3 separate regions of the Sus scrofa genome follow, and regions 1 and 2 are each linked to region 3. Evidence: chromatin contacts called from public HiChIP or PLAC-seq data. All regions are on one chromosome and are shown on one strand. Each heading gives the region's core, a stretch centred on a gene start, on an enhancer-like site or on the middle of the called end of the contact. The rest is flanking DNA. Distances are from core to core; before and after follow the strand shown.

Region 1 (4,966 bases), core at 470-2,969, 220 kb after region 3:
GGGATGTGAGCTGCGGGAACCTTGCAGTCTGACTTGGCAGGGGCGTCACGGAGCCTCTTGTTGTTCCTCTTTGCTTTGTTTTCATGTCGCTTTTATGCTTCTTGACTTATTCGCCTTAAGCTTTAGGTTCCTGGGGTTTAAGGTCAGACCAGAGGCAGAGCTTCCACAGGTTCCGCAGGCCTTACAACCAGAGGTCTGGGTTTTCCAGAAGTTCTACGAAAGTCGGCACAGCTTTCTTGGGGCCGGCCTCGCCTTGGTGATGAAGCAGCAAAACCTGAGCCAAAGGCGAGCTGGGCAGAGGGTGACTTTGCTAAAGCCGATGCTGCTTTCTCACTGTGGACGTGAGTGCCCAGGCCCCCAAACCACAGAGGACCCCATGGACAGAGACCGCCTACCAGCTCCCCTGAGTGTCTTTTCCACTCCAGTTTCCCCCGCCTAACACTGGGAAGCCAAAGTCATTTATTCCTGGGCAAAACAAAAACAAACAAACAAAAAACTCATTAAAAATGCTTTTCCTGGAGTTCCCTGGCAGCCTAGCAGGTTAAGGGTCTGGTGTTGTCACTGCAGTGGCTCCGGTTGCTGGTGTGATAGGGGTTCAATCCCTGAGCCAGGAACTTCCGAGGGATCATGGCCACGGCCAAGAAAAAAAAATGCTTTTCCTGTCAAAGAAATAAGAACCATTATTCTTTAGGAAGCTGACTTTTACACTTTGTGAAAAAGTCAAAGTCATACCAGCACTGGATTCTTTCCTTTTGAGCCATCAAACTCCTAGAGCAGGTGTTTAGATCTGAGGGACGACGGTCAGGAGCCTCGCCCGCCCATGGGCAGTTGACCTGCCTCTGGTGTACTATTTACGTTCAGGTAAACAATGCCTTTTCATTTTTCCACTGTCGGCAGGATAGTCCAAGGATCAGATCACCCTAAACGGTGATCTGGCACATGATTGGCCGCAGAGGACGAACTCACGTGTCGTGCTTTTTTTCCCGGAGGCAGCGGTAATGAGGAGGATTAGAATAGGGTTGGGTTAAATTCAGCTTCCGCTATAGATAGCCCAAAGATTTCGTGGGATAGGCTTGTAAAAATCCATTTGTTGTTTATCTGAAAATCTCATTTAATTGGGCACCCTGTACTTTTAAAATTTGCTAGATCTGGTTGGCTAGTCGGGTTAGAGCTGGAAAGTCTTCACTGGACAGCATCCTAGCATCCTGCATCCTGAGAGATTCCCAGCATGCTCTCTGTTCCATTTTGTTTGGCTTGCACCTCTAGATGAGCCCGCGGTTCTTGTGGCTGCTGCCTCCGTCCCCATGAGAAAGACGGAAAAATGAGTTTGTAAGGATCTCTCTGATCCTCAGTGAATACCTTATATGAATGAAGTTATCACTTTAAATGAACCCCGTCAGCGGCCCTTGTTACCTCAACTCCTAACATCTGCCTTCAGGCCATGAGGGCCGGGGGGCGGAAGGGTGGCAGAGGGTGGGAGGGGAAAATCTGGAAGATGCAATGATTAGACCCACTCTCCCCTCCGCTGTTCTAGAATAGCTCTAGCGGCAAAGAAGAAACGCGGCATCGCCGAGGGATATCTTCTGCTCTGAGCGATGCTTCTGCTCCTGGCAAAGTTTTCAATGTGCTTCCTTCCCGGGTGTCCCGGTCTATTGTTTTCAGCTGGGCTCCGCACGGAGCTGGAGCGCTGAGTCTCCTTCTATAAACTGACCCCTGGTGGTTGCTATAGCAACTGCAAAGGGAGCGCCCTGAGCTGGGTAAACAAGGCTGATTCCCAGGGCTGGGCCGGGGGAGTCCCGTGTGCCTGAGAAGGGGTTTCTGGGGCGAGTCGGAAAGGCTGCAGGACAGCCCCCCTCATTCCCTCCCCGCCCACTGCCCCACCCCTCTCGCTCCCCCTCCCCCCTCCCTCCCTCCTCCCTCCTTCCTCGCCTTCCCTTTGCCCTCTCCCCTCCCACCAGACCAGGATGTGGGAGGGAAGCGTGCAGGGGCCTGCCTTTGACGCCGGGGAGCTGAACACCGTACCCCTGAAACGACATCTAAACGTTCCCCTAGAGCCCTAGGCTAGAGATGTGCCAATCTGACCCTGACAAACCAACCACCTGTGTCGCTGCCACACCTGCTTCAGGCCCGAGCTGCCGTGGGTGATGCGGGCCGGGGCTTCGCGGCCTCGGCGGCGCTCTGGGGTAATCCCGCAGGCGGAACCCGAGACAGAAGCGCAAGGTTTCTGAGGCCTGCGTGGCTCGCCTGAGGCTTTTTCCTGTTTTGGAAGGAATGATGGCGAAAGACATGTGGTACCTAAGAGGGCTGTGCCTCTGACCCTCAACACAGACACACGCAGCACACATCTGCACACACGTGCATGCACATGCAACACACATGCACACACACGTACACCCATACACACCCACACAAACAATACACACATGTACACATGTACACAGAGATACATAGTAACATATACATGCATACATATACATGTACACACATGCACACATGAATACACATGTACACACACAAGTACCTACACGCATATGAACACAATACACATGCATACACACGCACACATACGCATGAATACACTCACATGCAGACACATCAATACATAATACAGGTGTGTACACAAACATACACACTTCCATATACATCCATAATATATAGGCAGGTATATACATATTCATATACATGCAAACGCACATACACCTGCTGGCAGGAAGCCTTCCGCATGTAACAGCAGAGGGTGTATCTTCAGTTTTCTCTGGTTAGTTCTCTCCTGCCCTCATCCAGTTGAAAGTTTTGTATGTTAATATGAACTCTGTGGCGCATCTCACACCACGACTTGCCTGGAGGCCTCCTAAAAAGTTCCTCCACACGGATGGATTGAGGGGAAATCTGGATTTTATATTTTTCACAGGCCAGTACAGGTTTTCATTTTTTTCTATAAAAATCAGTATTTCTGGAGTTCCCATTGTGGCTCAGTGGTTAACAAATCCGACTAGGAACCATGAGGTTGCGGGTTCGATCTGTGACCTCGCTCAGTGGGTTAAGGATCCTGCGTTGCTGTGGCTGTGGTGTAGGCCGGCGGCTACAGGTCTGATGTGACCCCTAGCCTGGGAACCTCCATATGCCACGGGTGTGGCCTGAGAAAGACAAAAAAAGACAAAAAAAATTCAATATTTCTCAATTTCCCTGATGGGAAGTCTAGTATAAAGAACTATATTTACTTTTATAAGAATTGTTTTTATGGGATTCTTAATTTTCTAAAGTGTTCACACAATAGAATCTATTATTTCATTAGCTCCTTATAGTGAGCTCCAGAATCATATAGGGAAATTGATTGTACCTCTAATCAGTTCTTCAGATGAGGAAACTGATATATGAGAGATTAGATATGACTATATTACAGGGATATTAGCGCTTAAAACTTTGGATATAAAAGAAATTATCAAGGTCTGAGTTGGCAGTATTACTAAGGTGTCTTTCTGTATTTATATGACTCTAGATAGTAAAGAAAGTTTACATAAGCTATTTTATGTAGAAACTACAAAGGTTTATATTTATACAGCATTTTCCTCCAGTACAGTCAAATATCTTCTATTTAGTAGTATTCTTTACAGTATCTTTTCACAGTAGGTGACCAGGTTCTATTGGTTTGGTCCCATTCTTTTTTTTTTTTTTTTTGTCTTTTCTAGGGCTGCACCCGTGGCACATGGAGGTTCCCAGGCCAGGGGTTTAATCAGACCTGCAGCCGCCGGCCCACACCACAGCCACAGCAATGCGGGATCCGAGCCACGTCTGTGACACAGCTCGTGGCAATGCCGGATCCCTAACCCACTGAGCAAGGCCAGGGATCGAACCCACAAGCTCATGGTTCCTAGTTGGATTCATTAACCGCTGAGCCACGATGGGAACTCCTGGTCCCATTCTTAATTCTTGCCTGCTCCCTGTTTTGTTGTCTGGCCTCAAAATACTGCTCCCATTTTCCTCGAAAACCATATTAACAACTACGGTCCAAGGTGGACGTGCATGAAGCTTATTTCTCTCAGTTAGAAAGAAATAAGAGCCCCCCCCCCCAATTATTGCTTTTTCCGCAAAATTTCTTCTTCTTGCTTTTAAATTGAGTCACTGGTCGGGGCATTTGTGGGCTCAGCTCCTCCCTGGTGGGCGGGCTATGGCTTTGTGAGATTTTTCGTAAGACAGAGGGAGGGACATCTGGACTTATGGACGCTATTTCCTCAGGGAAAATAGGCACGTTAATGAAAAGTAGCAGTGTTTTGGAGCCCATTCTTTTTTTTTTTTTGGTCTTTTTGCTATTTCTTTGGGCCGCTCCCGCGGCATATGGAGGTTCCTAGGCTAGGGGTTGAATCGGAGCTGCAGCCACCGGCCCACGCCAGAGCCACAGCAACGTGGGATCCGAGCTGCGTCTGCAACCTACACCACAGCTCACGGCAACGCCGGATCCTTAACCCACTGAGCAAGGCCAGGGACCGAACCCGCAACCTCATGGTTCCTAGTCGGGTTTGTTAACCACTGCGCCACGACGGGAACTCCCGGAGCCCATTCTTTTTTTATTACCGTTCAGTGGTGGGAAGAGTTGGCCATCTTCTGCTAGAAATTATGACGCCCGGGCATGGGTGATAAGCAGCAGCCTGGGTGGGGGTGGGGGTGGGGAGAGGTTTGCACAATCAAGGCATACTCACTTTACTGCAGCACACCTGCAGTCTCCACCCCGAAGACCAAGGGACTAGGTGCTGATGGCATCCAGTCTCTCTCTCAGAAGAGGATTAGTCCCTGCCTTCGGGAGGCACCAAGCGTGGCGGTTTCCATGGAGACCACCTTTTCTATCCCCAGCCCTACGCATCCTTCCCTCAATGGTGCAGGATTTTACCAGCCGAATTTTCAGATGTGGCGCTTCTCCCCTCCGTTCCGGACACCGGCAAGCTCTGGAGACAGGCCCCCGTCACAGAGC
Region 2 (4,442 bases), core at 219-2,718, 250 kb after region 3:
AGGTCTTTCAAGAAAATCTGATTCTTATTTCAGAGAAGAATAAGACAAGCATTTCTGGTGGGAAACCGAGGTTGTCCACCCAGCAGCTGTGGCTTCTTCTGTCACTTACTGTGATGGAGTCGTGGTGATCTGTCTTCTAAGAGCTTGTTGAAGTCTCCTATCTGCTGATGTCTCTGCTCTGCTCTTCGTCCTTGTGCGTTTATGCCATTTTGTTCCTTTATGACCATTTTAATAGGCTCTCTGGGTTCCCACTGTGGCTCAGCAGTAATGAACCCGACTCGTATCCATGAAGATGCGGGTACGATCCCTGGTCTCACTCAGTGGGTTAAATATCTGGCGTTGCTGTGAGCTGTGGTATAGGTCCCAGAAGTGGCTTGGATCCTGTGTTGCTGTGGCTGTGGTAGAGGCTGGAGGCTGCAGCTCCGATTGGACCCCTAGCCTGGGAACTTCCAGATGCCTCAGGTGCGGCCCTAAAAAGACCAAAAAAAAGAAAAAAAAAGGCTCTCTGGAGGGAGAGGTGAAAATGCGTGTTTAGTCTCTCTCCCTGTTTGGAAGGCCCCTAGCCAGTGTTTCTCAAACCACGAGTTGTGGCCTGCTAGTAAGCTATGTCCAGTATTCTAACAAATGAAACAGCAGAAGATTCCAGATTGTACCTATGGCCCAGAGTAAGGTTAGCTATCATTTCATGAATGTTTGTTTCAGTTGCGTGCGCCCGGGTCGTGGTGTTTTAGTTGCGTGTGCCCGGGCCGTGTGTTTCAGTTGCGTGTGCCCAGGTCGTGTGTTACTGGGTAGAGGTGGAAGACGTGTTCCTTGCACTGAGTTGCACACAAAAATATCTGGGAAGCATTGCTTGAAAGACATCTCCTCTGAGCGCGCTGTGCTCTGCAGTGGTATCTTATCTGGCTTTGGTTTCATAGGTCAGTGGGGCTAGGAGAGCATTGAAGCCGGGCCCGGTCAGCCGTCGTGAACCGGCCTGTGATACGCAGAGAGGGAGATGGCTCATTCCCACGGGGGAGCTCAGACCCCACGCAAGTCCGTGTGTTACCCTTTGCAGGCTATTCCTCTCTGTTTCCCAAGGCAGAAGCATGCTCTGGAAATACGCTTCCCACCCGAGCAAGGCGTCAGGCCGGTGGGCCTGAGAGACACGCTTCCGACCCTGAACAGGAGTTTAGCTGAGCTCTGCTCCCTCCCCCGCCACGGTCAGGGCTGGGTCCCAGCAGGCCATGGGCATCCAGGGTCACCTCAGCAAACAGCTCTTAAAAGGCCGCATTCCCCAAATGTTTGGAGAGCCTCCGGCCAGAAGCGATGCTAGGTTTCTGCTGAGTTACATAATGTACGAGGATCAAGGCTTATTTTCAAGGCCGATTTTCACTCCTTCCGGCCCTTTCCGGGCGGTTGTATTCAGCACAGTCTGATGGCTGTATTTCCTATGCCTGAAGATTTCAGGAAGTGACAACATCCTCTGTCTGGGCAAAGTCACCGTCAACGTGAAAATATGGTACCCAGTGGCCGTCCTGGGGCTGTGGGGCCGGCCCGGAGGCCTCCTCGGTCTGGCGGCTGGGCCCCTTTGCCGGCCTTCTCACAGTGGCGGGGGGCCTGCCTCTTCTGCTGCCCTTCCATGCATCCCCTTGGCATTCTTGCTACACCACGTTTGCTGCTTTCCATTTAAAATTTTTTTTTTTTTAAAGAAGTATTTTTGGGGAGTTCCCTGGTGGTCTAGTGGTTAGGATTTGGCACTTTCACCACTGTGGCTGGGATTCAATTCCTGGTCTGGGAACTGAGTTTCTGCTTTAAGCCACTGCACACCAAAGAGGTATCTTTGACGTAGAAAAATTATATCTATCTAAAATGTACAAGCTGATTTTTTTTTTTCCTCTTTTGGCCACCCTGTGGTGTATGGAGTTCCCAGGCCCAGAGATCAGATCTGAGCCACAGTTGCCACCTCTGTCAGCTTTGGCAACGCCGGATCCTTTAACCACTCTGCCAGGCTAGGCCAGAGATCAAGGCTACGTCCTGGTGCTGTGCAGACACTGCTGATCCCATTGTGCAGCAGCGGGAACTCCACAGTTTGGTATTTTGATGTATGGATACGCTGTGAAAAGATCACACCGTGCACTAGTTAACACGCCCTTAACTCTCCGGAGTCACCATTGTGTGTGTGTGTGTGTGTGTGTGTCTCTGCTTGTGGCAAGATTTCATTTCATTTTATTTTTATTTTATTTTTTTGCCATTTCTTGGGCCACTCCTGCGGCATATGGAGATTCCCAGGCTAGGGGTTGAATCGGAGCTGTAGCTGCCAGCTTATGCCAGAGCCACAGCAACGCAGGATCCGAGCCAGGTCTGCAACCTACACCACAGCTCATGCAACGCCGGATCGTTAACCCACTGAGCAAGGGCAGGGATCGAACCCGCAACCTCATGGTTCCTAGTCGATTCGTTAACCACTGCGCCACGATGGGCACGCCAAGATTTCATTTTAGATCTATCCTCTTTGCAACGTTCTTTGCCTTTTTTTTTTGTGCCTTTTTTAGGGCCAAATCTAGGGCATATAGAAATTCCCAGGCTAGGGGTCAAATCAGAGCTTTGGCTGCCGGTCTACACCACAGCCACAGCATCGAGGGACCCGAGCATCGCCTGCAGCCTACACCACAGCTCATGGCAACGCTGGCTCCTTAACTCACTGAGCGAGGCCAGGGATCGAACTCGTGTCCTTACGGATACTAGTCGGGTTTGTTACCACTGAGCCACCACGGAAGTCCCTGCATCTGACTGTTTTAGATTCTACCCATAAGTGAACTCACACAGGACTGCTCTCTCCACGCGTCTGGCTTACTTCACGGAGCGCCGTGTCCTCCAGGCCCATCCACATGGTGGAATCCCCTTTTTTCAGGCTGAATAGTTAAGGTTTAACTTGCTTTCGGAAGCCGGGGTGATGGGAGAGGAAGGAACCTCCGCCCTTTCCGATTCCCACATCAATAGCCAATATTCTTTCCTGCTCAATAATTCAAAATTAAACCAGAAAGACACGGAGTTCTTTGACATCTCGTCCAGCTTTAACATTGCTGTCAGTGGGGAACTTGTCGGAATACCTTGCCCAGCGCTGTTGGACACTGGAAACTCTCCCGGCAGCGTGAAGTTTCCATTCAGTTCCAAAGGCGTTCTATTCTCGATGGTGAGGCTCGCTTCTATAATTAGCATGCGCCCAGTTTAGAGGCTCTGCCGTCCCTCTCACTTGGACCAACGCGTGGACGGGGGAGGGGGGAGGAGGCCCAGAGGCTGCTCCCAAGGGCCACGTGTGCAGGGCTGGGACGCGGAGGTCCTGGTACCGTCAGCCTTGCTACGCCGCCCGCTCAGGACCCGTGCCTGGCTTTCAGTAGGCAGAATTGAAACAAAATCTGTGAGTGGTGCTCAAAAAAAAAAAAAAAAAACCCAAGGAATTGCTCCATAAGGAAATGTCAGCCAGAGCAATGGGCTGAACCACAGGCACCCTGCAATCTGGGGGTGAGCTCAGGGCTTGCCTGCCAGGCTGGGTCCTGGGGGAGGACAGGAAATGAAAGTGAACCAGGGAGGGGAGTGAGAAGGGAAGGAGAACCTCGGGCCCGACCATGGGGGGAGAACCCAGGGCTGGAACTTTGGGGACCTGTCACCTTCTGTGTGACACTCGAACCTGCCTGGGCCTTCTAGGGCAGAGCCTGTCATTCAGAAGTGCCCCCGGTGTGGCATCGTGGACAGGGCCACCGCCCCGAAGGGCTCGTGGGAGGAGATGAATAATCAGGTTGCACAAGCACCCCAGTTCCTGGCCCTGGTGACCTGGAGGAGGTGAGGCCCGGCCGCGGCGGCTCTGGTTCTGCTCTCCAGGGGTGGAGGGTGGGGCACCCCGTGAATCAGAATGTGGGGTGCTGTGGGAGGAGGGGCCGAGGCCAGTCCTCCATCCTCAGGGAGGCCTTTGAGATGCAGAGCCGCTTTTCCAGGGGCCACCCAAGTGCCAGCTCCTTCCTGTCCTGTGGAAAGATGGCCTGTCCTGAGCTCTCTGGCAGGGCTGGGGCCGCGAGCCGGGAGGCTGATGCAGGTCTGCTCAGAGCCAGGCGCTGCGCTCAGAACTGGGTCACCCCATACACTGGCAAAGAGGCTGGGTCCTGATGGGTGGGGTCAAATTTCGCCCTTCCCGCTAAAACCCAGCCGTGGCTCTGGCATCTACCAGCATCTGGACGCTCCTTTGTCCTCTTGTTCCAGGAGTCTGAGAATGAAGGGCCACTCAGGGCCTTGCCCGGGTCCCCCTTGCGCCTGCCTGCTTGGGGTCTGGCCACGCACCCTGGCTTCCTGGCCCAGAGGCCAGGGAGCCCATCAAAGGCGGGCTAATGGGTCGGGAGGTGCCAGCCTCCCCCGAAGCCTCTCTCTCCCCGGGTTTATCCCGGGAGCATGTGCTGGGACACGCAGCCCGG
Region 3 (4,806 bases), core at 1,892-4,391:
ATTTAAAGCTCCTCGATCTAGAATGTAACAAGGTCAGTTCACCCCCGCAAAGAATACCAACCATTAGTATTCTCACTCCCACTGTACTACTGAAAAAACTGTAGTTTTTCAAAATAAAATTAGACGAGAGACGATCAGATTTTTCACAACGCTCTTCACAAGGTAACTTCCCCTCTCATGTATAAATTTAGGGTATGATTTGATTTATACAACCTCAGTTTATCAGTTTTAGCTTCCTATGAGGACAGGCTCTTTAATGCAAAATACATCTCCCTTTAGTTTGCTTTATCTGGGGTTGCCCTGGAAACAGAAATTTACATTAATTCCTGAGTCAGCTTTTCAGAGAGCTCTTCAGATCTCTTTGGAGGATAACACACTCCTCTGGGCTTGTGAATAAAACTTCAGGAGGTGCACATTGCTCCTCAGAGTGAAGCGTCTTGGGCTCTTTGGGCCTGGCTTCCGCTACCCTGTCTTGTACTATGCAACAAAACCAGCAGGAGGAAAAAAATGCCACACCTCTCTGGAAGGGTGATCAACAAGAGTCTGGGTGGCAAACACCGCCAAGCTTTCTCTTTGCACTCTCATCTTTACGATGATTTTTCCCTGGACTTGGTCTGTGTCACCAGCAATGCAAACCTCGAGCCCATCACTTTACTGTTTATGTATTATTTGTTGTCTTTTTAGGGCCGCACCTGTGGCACTTGCAAGTTCCCAGGCTAGGGGCTGAATCGGAACAGCAGCTGCCTGCCCACACCACAGCCATGGCCGCGGGACCGGAGGAGCTTCTGCAACCTACACCCTGGGGAGGTGTAGCCTTAACTCACTGAGCAAGGCCAGGGATCCAACCCACATCCTCATGGATACTAGTCAGGTTCTTAACCCACTATGCCGCAACAGGAACTCCCCAAGCCCATCACTTAAAATCTGCATACTCCCTCCCGAATCACATGCTTGGGGTGTGAGATGCCACTAGGCTCCAGACGGAACTAACTGGGCTGCTCTCACTTCTTCTGCTTTGAGGAGGGCTGGGTTTGGGGCTTTTTTTTTCCATTTGTTTTTTCTTCTCCTTTTAATAAAGGCCTCTTCGTGTTTGTTCCTCAGGCCTGCCCAAATACAAAACTGTCAGCGTCCCCCTGGCCCCTTCCAACCCTGAGACAGCAACTTCGAGCCTTTGTATCCACTAAGTGAGCGTTGGCTAGGAACTCTGCTGAATTTATGGCAACCGGGGCCTGCAGTGGTGGACTCAAACGCTAAGGCAAAAACGTGGATTTAGGTTCTCTGAAATGTACAACAACAAACACGAGCAGGGCAAAACCCCACCTTCTCTCCAGCTTTCCCTTCCCGTCGTGGTTCAGTAATTAGAAAAGTTAATCCACCCCCGAGTGCAACTGCTCGGCCACGCTCACCTAGAGCCCTCACTGCATCATCGCATCCAAGCCAAACTCGGTTACTGAGGCAACTAAGTTTTTCTACCCAAAGGGTCACCGGGAAACACATCCCTCGGGAACCCCTGGTAACCATCCGCCGATAATGCTGGGGAACCACAACAGCAAGAGGCTGGCGCGGCCGCGCGGCCGGCCCTGGGGGAGGGGGTGCGTGGGGGTGCGCAGCGTCCAGTTACATTCCTGACCCACTTTCGCATCCCCTCCCGCCCCCTCCTGCTGCTCCTCCTCCCGGCCGGCCGCGAGGGCACCCGCGCTCGGAGAACCACCCGCGAGCCATCCCCAGGCCGCCGCGGGCGGGGTGCGCCGGGCGCCGGGCTCCGCGGGGGACCGAGGGGGAGGGGGAGGCGACGGAGGAGGCGGGAGCCCGCCCCCGCCCCCACCCCGGCTTCCCCTGCGCGGCCCCTCCCCCGTCACATGGGCTCGCGAGCACCTGTTGGCGACCTCAGCCCCTGGCGGAGCCCCTCCCGCCTCCCGGGCGAAAGCCCCAGCGGGAGGGGATGGGACCCCTGCCCGCGTGTCGCTCTGCACACCCCGCTTCGCCAGGCAGGGCGCGGGGGCCGGTGGGCGACCCCTGCCCAGCTGCTCGGCTTTGCAAACTGCAAAAGCGCCGCGGCCGCGAGGCGACCGGGCGGAGGGGATCCTGCCCCCACCCCAACCCCGCTCCCCCGCCTCCCCCGGGCGGCACGGGGAGGTGGGGTGCGCCCGCCCCCTGCCCGACTCCGCTGGAAACCTGGGCTCCTCGCGGGCGCCGGGAGGGGCTGCTGCCGAGTCCGGGCCGGGGCGGCGGGGGCGAGGGCAGGTAGCGGGTGAGGACGGGCGGGGTGTGTGTTCCGAGCCGCCGAGTCCAGGAAGGGGGCGGGAAGCTGCCGTCTCAGCTGCAACTTCTGAGCGAGCAAAGCAACTCAGCAACTTTGCCTGCGCCGCGCCCCTCCCCCGCGCCGCCGGCCGGGCCGGGGGCTGCGCTGCGCCTGGGGCCCCGGCGCCGGGCCCGGCGGGGAGCGGACCGGGTGCGGGCGAGCGGGCTGGGGCAGGCCGCCCGGGGCGTGGGGGAGGGCTTGGGGGCGCCTCTACGCGCCCCGCGGCTGGGGAGCGCCGCCCGGGTCCCCGCGCCGGGCACGCCCCCCGCCGCCCCCACCGGGCCGGCCGCGCCCGCCGCCCGGCTCCGCGCGGGGAAGGGGGCGGAGGATGGCGGCGGAGCCATGGAAACTGCCGGGTGGATAGAGAAGGAGAGGGCCGCGCGGGCCATCCCGGGCTGCCCGCGTCGCAGCGGCTGCGGATGCGGCGTCCCGGGGAGCGCGGCCGAGCTCGCACAAGTGTCCCTCCGGCCCCGAGGGAGGCCGGCGGTGGAGAGCGGCCCCGGGAGGGGTGGGGGGCGGAGGCGAGGGTGATGGTGACCCGGGCCTCCCGGGGTCAGTGGCCGTTCGTTCCGGTCCCGAGGACCGGCTCGAGGCCCTGCGGGGTCCTGCCAGCCCGAAGGCCAGGGGAAAGCCCCAGATGTGCGTCCAGAGAGCCTTTCAGAGGGGCCAAACCTGCGCATGCGGGGCAGGTGGGGCGCCTGGGCCAGCCTGGGGTGGGACACGCGGGCCCCAAAGCCCTGCGGGCTGACTTGGCCGGGCCCTCGCAGTTATGCACCGGGAGCCTGCCGAGCCCGGCCTTCGGCCGCACCCATTCTCTGGAAGCTGATCTGGGAACCCTGCAACCTCCCCCACCGACACTCACAGACTTCATCTGACTCACTGTGGAGTTACTGATGCTTTACGCCCAAGCCTGTTGCTTGGAAAGTGCTAGGGATTTTAATGGTGGCGTTATGAAATTGAGTCACTTCTGGGTGTGGGGCTCTTGAGAGGCAAAGGGGTTGTTTCAAGTGAAAGTTATACTACCTACTACCGGCGTGGAGCAGGCTGTTAACCGGCTGAATGATTTAATTGCGTGACATCTTCGTTTAAAGAGATTTGCATGCTCACTGAGGACAGCTGGACAGTTAGGCGATGATGTAGACCTGGAACTTACTTTTTTAAAAAGGTGACTTTTTGGTGTTTTGCACCCCAAAACGAGTGACCGGTACAGTGGTCCCTTGTTACCATGGAGATTGGTTCCAGGAACTCCAGGCAGATACCAAAATCCAGGGACGCTGGAGACTCCTATTACATGGTGTAGTGTTGCCATATGGCCTGTGCGCATCTCCCCTGTCCTTTAAATCAGCTCTAGGCTACTTACAACACCCAATGGAACACGAATAAGTGTAAACACATTAACTGCTTTATAGAGAGTTGCTGGCCTTTAGCAAATGAAAGTTTTAAAACTTTCCAGAATCTTTTTCAAATCTTTTTTATTCAAGCTTGGTTGAATCTGCAGGTTACAGGAAGGGCCAACTACGTATTTCTTTCTTTCTTTTTTTTTTTTTTGTCTTTTCTAGGGCCGCACCCGCGGCATATGGAGGTTCCCAGGCTAGGGGTCGAATCGGAGCTGTAGCTGCCGGGCTGCACCACAGCCACAGCAACGCCAGATCCACTCATGTCTGTGACCCACACCACAGCTCAGGGCAACGCCGGATCGTTAACCCACTGAGCAAGGGCAGGGACCGAACCGGCAACCTCATGGTTCCTCGTCGGATTCGTTTCCGCTGCGCCACAATGGGAACTCCTCTTCTCTCTCTTTTTTTTTTTTTTTTTGGCTCTTTAGGGCCACACCTGTGGCACATGGAAGTTCCCAGGCTAGGGGTCAAATCCAAGATGTAGCTGCCTGCCTACACCACAGCCACAGCATCGCCAGATCGGAGCTGAGTCTGCCCCCTATACCGAAGCTCTTGGCAATGCTGGATTGTTAACCCATGGAGCCAGGAGAGGGATCGAACCCGCATCCTCAAGGATACTAGTCGGATTTGTTTCCTCTGCGCCACAACAGGAACTCCCTGTATTTCTTTTTTTAACTTCAAAAGTTCTTTAGGCGTGGTGATGATCATAGGTGATGTTTGAAAAACAGTCCTGCGGTCATACACTACATTTCACTGACTCCAAGATGCGTGTATTTCCCCATCTCTAATGTCTTATTTGATGGCATCCTTGAGCCCTAGTTTAATTGGCAGCGTTTTTCTTAGGGGGACATGAAATAAGGAAGTTGGAGAGATGCTGAGTTAAGTTTATTTCGTTATACCACAAAGACATGCAACACATAGCTTTATAGCAAGGCCTTCCAGAGTGTTCTGTGTGCTAAGGTGGTTGCGAATCACCAAGACTAGGTTATGCAGACTTGCCTAAAGGCATCTGTCCAGTCCGGCTTTGTGAGCATTGTGACGGAATTACCACCGTTCCTTTCAGGAACTGCTGCTCTAAGAGTTGTCCCGGATTTGAATACAGTGGAG

The links. HiChIP or PLAC-seq counts read pairs in DNA pulled down with a chosen protein or histone mark.
Region 1: a contact with region 3 is called in an H3K27ac HiChIP or PLAC-seq map of skeletal muscle, with 4 times the contacts expected there. The contact joins two enhancer-like sites. A contact is called at or near these places in 2 of 2 datasets of contacts at active chromatin or transcription factors (alveolar macrophages and skeletal muscle).
Region 2: an H3K27ac HiChIP or PLAC-seq map of alveolar macrophages shows a contact between it and region 3. The contact joins two enhancer-like sites. A contact is called at or near these places in 1 of 47 Hi-C or Micro-C datasets (embryonic fibroblasts) and 2 of 2 datasets of contacts at active chromatin or transcription factors (alveolar macrophages and skeletal muscle).

Annotation. Positions count from the first base shown.
Region 1 is chr7:4,243,249-4,248,214 of Sscrofa11.1, reverse strand. No RefSeq gene overlaps it. Among named protein-coding and RNA genes, the nearest start is that of LY86, 140 kb to the right of the region's middle. Within about 2 kb of position 1,719, at least 16 of the 83 cell types and tissues checked have an H3K27ac peak or open chromatin away from gene starts, as enhancers often do. A contact at or near this core is called in skeletal muscle, where this site is marked.
Region 2 is chr7:4,216,142-4,220,583 of Sscrofa11.1, reverse strand. LOC110261767 (a long non-coding RNA gene) reads right to left here. Exons shown (of 3, transcript XR_002346276.1): 1 at 2,802-4,442. Among named protein-coding and RNA genes, the nearest start is that of LY86, 110 kb to the right of the region's middle. Within about 2 kb of position 1,468, at least 14 of the 83 cell types and tissues checked have an H3K27ac peak or open chromatin away from gene starts, as enhancers often do. A contact at or near this core is called in alveolar macrophages, where this site is marked.
Region 3 is chr7:4,462,651-4,467,456 of Sscrofa11.1, reverse strand. No RefSeq gene overlaps it. Among named protein-coding and RNA genes, the nearest start is that of RREB1, 47 kb to the left of the region's middle. Within about 2 kb of position 3,141, at least 63 of the 83 cell types and tissues checked have an H3K27ac peak or open chromatin away from gene starts, as enhancers often do. A contact at or near this core is called in alveolar macrophages and skeletal muscle, where this site is marked.